Regions from separate parts of the Mus musculus genome. Here region 1 is linked to region 2. Evidence: chromatin contacts called from public HiChIP or PLAC-seq data. All regions are on one chromosome and are shown on one strand. Each heading gives the region's core, a stretch centred on a gene start, on an enhancer-like site or on the middle of the called end of the contact. The rest is flanking DNA. Distances are from core to core; before and after follow the strand shown. Region 1 holds the start of Prkcd (protein kinase C, delta). Region 2 holds the start of Mustn1 (musculoskeletal, embryonic nuclear protein 1).

Region 1 (2,700 bases), core at 59-2,558, 250 kb after region 2:
AAGTTTCAAGCCTCCACGGGTGGGGCAGCACTTCTCTTTTTATTTTTTTTATTTTTTTATTTATTATATGTAAGTACACTGTAGCTGTCCTCAGACACTCCAGAAGAGGGAGTCAGATCTCGTTAAGGATGGTTGTGAGCCACCATGTGGTTGCTGGGATTTGAACTCCTGACCTTCGGAAGAGCAGTCGGGTGCTCTTACCCACTGAGCCATCTCACCAGCCCCTGCAGCAGCACTTCTCTTGATCTCAGTCGGCAAAGAGCTGTCTAGACTTCTATTCCTTCTAGGTAGTTTTCCAGAAGGAACTTAGGTATCTTGGGCTATTAGAACCCTCTTGTATCCTCCCAGGAAGAGTTCTCGTTTGTTTGGTTTTGTTGAGACAAGGTCTCTCATGAACAGGCTGGCGTCCACACTCTATTCTCCTGCTTTCTCCCCCTGAGCACTGGAGTATTATTCTGAGCCTCCATCTGTGGTTTACTCTGTGGTGGGGGTCAAACACAGCGCTCTCTGCGTGCTAGAAAAAACGATCATCTGCCCAGCCCAGGAAGTCATTTCTTTGGGTAAGTATAATGTAACAGCTTAGTGTTCTGGGCTTTGGGGACAGAAAAATGGAGTCCCTGGCTCCCATTTGGTGCTCAGACTTTGGGCCCAGGGGACCCTTAATGAGTGAATGAGTTACAGCTGACAATCAAATCCCTCTTATGAGCTTGACTGAGCAAGGGGAGCTCTGAACCGTGGGCTCAGGAAAGACAGTGAGATGGGGGCAGAGGCAATTCCCACAATTGTCTGAGGAGCAGTGCTGAGACAAACTGGCTAGAACCTCTCGCCCTGGAGACCTCCCAGCTCCTTCTCTCGGGCAGGACTGGAACCGGCAGGCCTGGCGGCGTGGCTCTGCTCAAGCCAGCAGGAAGAGGAATGAGGCCAGGCAAGGCGGGCCAGCTGGCCAGTGGGGAGTCCCGGGTGTGGGCGCAAGTAGTTGGGGAAGCCCCGTCGGTGCCTCCTGGGCTCCATTGTGTGTGCAGTGCTCAACCCCACCCCCCAACTTGGCCTCGGAGTCCTCCTCTATAAATTAGTCCCCTGAGATGGGATGGCCTGCGTGCCACTGGCAGGCGAGGCGCCACAAGAGCCAGAGACGGCTAACAGATCTGGGGACCCAAGGACTTGCAACTCAAAGAGGCTGAGACGCGCTGGACCCCCAGCTCACGTGGGCGGAGCTTCGAAGGGGCGGGCGCCCGTGGGGCGGGTCCTGAGTGGGGGCGGGACCGGGGCCGGCACCTGGGTGAGGTCGCGCAGCCCCTCCCCTTTGCACTTCCGTGTGCCGCGGCGCCAGAGCAGGAGGCGGCGGCCGCGGGGATCCCGCGAGCGGCCCGTGGACATCTACCCTTCGAGCCGGGACCCGGGAGGTCCCCACTGGCCTCCGGACCCGTCCGGATCAGACTTGTGCCTACCTCCCCGTCCACGCGCATCCGGGAGAGCCGCGCCACGAGACGGACCCCGGCTCGCCGGGACCCCTGGCGCCTGGCCCTGCGTCGGGAGGTGAGTGAGAGCTGGGCCCGGGCGCGGGGTCCGAGTTAACTCGAGGGCGCAGCGGCCTTTCTCCCCCTTTTCCTCGCCCGTAGTCTCCATTCCCCGCTTTCTTCTCTGGCTCCTGGTTCTGAAACTGAGAAACTGAGCCAGGAGCAGCCAAAGTCCCGCCGAGCACGGAGACCCGCCGGTGCCTCCATACCCTGGTCGGTCTGACCCTCTCTTCGACGGCTGGAGCCCAGGCCCGACTACTCCCAGCATCTTTAACCCCCTACTCCACCCCTGTGTGTCTTTATCCCCGCCGAGGGACCGTCCGATCTTCTCAAATCTCTCAGGGGACTCTGCACATTCGTCGGTCCCCACCCCCTCTTGCCTGGTCCTCTGCTCCCAGGCCAGGTCTGTTTGCCCCTCGCCGTCCGTGTACTCCGTCTCCCCACCCCCACCAGATCCGCCGTCCCCTCGACCCAGTCCTCCCAGAGCCGCACCCCCAGCCCACGCTCGCCTGCCCCTGCCAGTCCAGTCTCCGGTCCTTTTCACCACCGGGCGGAGGGCGGGCCGCCTGTCTCCCTAGCCTCCAGTGCTTGGGTCCCAGGCGGGCGGACTCTCACGGCGCCGCCTCCTTGCCCTATCTCTTCTTTCAGTCTCGGTGTCTTTCTTGGCTTTCCATCTGTCTCTGAGCTGGGCGTGGCTCCAGCCTCCACCATTCCCCTGTCCTCTCTGATCCCCCGTGTCCCTTCTCCGGGTGGTCTCTGCCTGGTGCTGTCAGTCTCTGTCCCACTGGAGAGACGCCACCCCCTCTGGGGGCCCAGTAAGGTGATGAGGACAGCAGTGACGGGAGTGCTCTGCCCTGCCGGCTGGCAGTGGAGAGGGAGCACCATCACAACTGCTCCCACTTCCCCAACTCTCTTATACAGGGGAGGGGAGAGAAGGGAGCCTCACTCAGCACCCCACTCAAACCTGGAGGACTTAGACTGAGTGGGGGAGATCCCTTTTTCCTTTGGCCGCTACCCTGGGCCCTCGGAGGAGTCTGGCTTCTGTTGCTGTAGTATCTGTGTCTGGACTTGTGAGTATAGTGTGTATCTTGTCTCTTTGTGTATTATTTGTCATAGTGGGACTTCCCCTGTGAATGTGTCCTTTTTCACGTGTGACTTGCATATACTTCATGGCTGTCTGTGT
Region 2 (2,700 bases), core at 8-2,507:
AGCTCACTCCTCTCCCAACTGCAAGTTCCCCGCCACCTCCCTGCCTTCTTAGCCTGACTTGGACATCTGACCTTTCCCCACAGACAGGGAGGGAACTCCTGGGGGTGGTGACCACTGCATCCTCACACTGGCCTGTTTGTCAGGCCGAGTTCAGGACTGGACACAAGGGCGGAGAGCAAAAAGATGAACTCTAAGACTGAGGAGCCCTTGGTAATCTCAGGAATTCTAAGATCTGTTCACAGAGGTGGTGAAGTCCGTAAGACTGCCCCTCCCCCCTTTCCCTAAAACAAAACCACTGATGTTTACTGTGTTTGGGGAGGGATCGGGGTAGACAGCCATGGAGAAAGGAGCAAGGATGACCTTGTTGTTCTTGCCCAGTAGAGCCGGGAAAGCCAGATTTAGTGCTCACCCTTCTCTACCACCCGGGCGGGCGCCTGTGAGGCTGACACCTGATTCCTTCTTAAGCCCTGCAGGCAGGTGCAAGGATTCCCTCACTCAGCCTGGGCTGAGCTCCCAGGGAAACGCAGGCCTGCAGACACACCCTCACAGGGAGACAGACAGATCTATAGGTACAGTCTCCGCCCCTCATCCTTCCTCCAGATTACAAATGTGTACACATCAGGACACACTAAGCCAGCAAGGCTAGCTCCCTCATCTCCATACAAAGGCGCACAGTTCTATATAGGCACTCCCCACCTCCAACCCCTCACACGCCTGAAGTGTCAAGGCCTTTCACCAGAGCCTGGTGAGACCCAGGGTGTCCAGAGGCCAGCCTGGAAGGGCCACGGTGCTTCTGTTTAGCTTTGGCTTTTACTTCAGAGCAGGCACTACTACTTAGTGTCCAGCCTTGCCCTCGCAACTTCCTTGGCACCAACTAGTCCCTTCTGGGCCTCCTTACCTCGGACATGTTGGATGCCAAGCAAGCTCGCTGTTGGTAGCTCTCTGGCAGGCAGTAGCCACAGGAAAGGATCTGCGTGAGGCCCAACCCTTGGGAACTTATATAGTCTGCTTGTGCGTCCTGGGTAGTCACTCCCCTCCTTTGGAAGCTCTCAGATGATTCAGATCCACGCAGCGACTAGCTGGAGTTTATTCTTGGCGATGATGGGCAGCTGCCCTGGTGAGAGGAGATGGCCGCGGGGACCCCGCATCTCTGGGGACAGCTGCTTACTCGACGGTGGGAGGTGTTGGCACTGTTGTTCACAGACTGTGTTTATGAATGTGAACCCTGGAATGTGTGAGACAGCCTGCCCAGGCTGACTGCAAGAACCCATCCCAGTGGCAGGGGTGGGAGGGGAAGTCTCTGAGGAGAGGGAGGGCCCTGAACAAGGGTGGATGCTCTGAGTTTGTTTAGCTTTCTCTTCTACTCCTGGATTCCACTGGAAATAGATTTTCCATCCCAGCACATTAGCAGGGGAGAAACTTCCTTTCTGTTGCTTGGAAACACTTCCTCATGGTGAGCACAGCCAACTCAGAGTGAGTAGCCAGGAAGGCCGAGACCCTGTGGAGCTGCCATATCACAGTCTTGTTGGTGTCCTGGTCCTCTAGCCAGCCCTGGGACAAGTTTAATAAAGAGACAAAGCAAGGTACAGTATAGGCCCGGAGGAGACCATGCTTGCTAGTAAAGGCCTATAGAGGGCTTCTGTCTAAGATGGACACTTGGAAGCTGGCTGGCAGGACTTTAGAGGGCTGGGGTGAATGCCACTTCAGCTATTAAGCTGTAGTAAAGAGTAGAGCTCCCTTGGAAAATCATTTAGCACCCACCACTAACTTCATCTTTGCATGGAAAGATCACTGGTGGCAATGCAGGGACCCTAAGCCTGAGGTGGGCTGTGGTAGATGTGGGTTGGAGGTTTGTCTTAGACTTCTCTCCACTCCCTCCCGTCTACAATGGACATTGTGTTTATCCCTGAAGGCACCAGGCAGATGAAATTCAACCAGGCACTAACAGTCATCCTAAATGTCATTCCATAGCTGTTGTGCCTCGAACTCTATCCCATTCTTGGTTCTGGGCCTGGCTCCCAGTAGGTCAGTGTGTGCACCATCAGGTCTATACGCAGGGACCTGAGCAATACCCATGATTCCAAGGGGAGGCCAGGCCATGCCTTGTGAGGAGTACCCACAGCTGGCTGACTAGGACAAGGATAAGGGATGCCCAGCTCTCACGACCCAGGAGGAAAAGCGGGTTAGGCTCATCAGGATGATGGCTAGACCACGCTAGGCTCCTTTCATCGCAGACTCTGAGCCCACTGCAGCCAAGCCATCAGGTTTATTAACCCGTTGAGTTGGTTGTGAGTTACAGGGCACAGGGCACACAACCAACGACCACAAAAGTGCTGGGTTTTTTCCTCCTTTTTCTTCTTTTATATAATAAGATGTGAAAATTTACTGTAAACCAGTTTACAATGGAAGTACACCATCTTCTCTTTCATCTAAAAAATGTGGTTTTGTGACCCATGCATGACACCATGCTTAAGTGTCACTGGCAGCTGAGGTGGGATGGTTTCTGTGACTCATGACTGCGTACACAGCCTTGATTGGCAGCTGAAGTCACTCATAGGTCTGACTTCTAAGTAAACCCAGGAAAAGAAAAATTTAGAACTAAACCAGGCAACCAGTCCACCAACCAATCCACTCACCCACTCAGGACTCAGGGTGTTCAAAGCAAGGCTGACCACAGGCCCCGCACTATGAACAAGTCTC

What was found. HiChIP or PLAC-seq counts read pairs in DNA pulled down with a chosen protein or histone mark.
Region 1: a contact with region 2 is called in an H3K27ac HiChIP or PLAC-seq map of bone marrow-derived dendritic cells, with 3 times the contacts expected there. The contact joins the promoter of Prkcd here to the promoter of Mustn1 in region 2. A contact is called at or near these places in 6 of 39 promoter capture datasets (embryonic stem cells, neural stem cells, pre-B cells and 1 more), 6 of 115 datasets of contacts at active chromatin or transcription factors (the SCID.adh cell line, bone marrow-derived dendritic cells, bone marrow-derived macrophages and 3 more) and 2 of 9 other capture datasets (adipose tissue and liver).

The regions. Positions count from the first base shown.
Region 1 is chr14:30,624,816-30,627,515 of GRCm38.p6, reverse strand. Prkcd (protein kinase C, delta) reads left to right here and starts at 1,308. Exons shown (of 18, transcript NM_011103.3): 1 at 1,308-1,536.
Region 2 is chr14:30,877,814-30,880,513 of GRCm38.p6, reverse strand. It overlaps Mustn1 (musculoskeletal, embryonic nuclear protein 1), which reads right to left and starts at 1,257. Exons shown (of 3, transcript NM_181390.3): 1 at 899-1,257. The coding sequence starts at 907.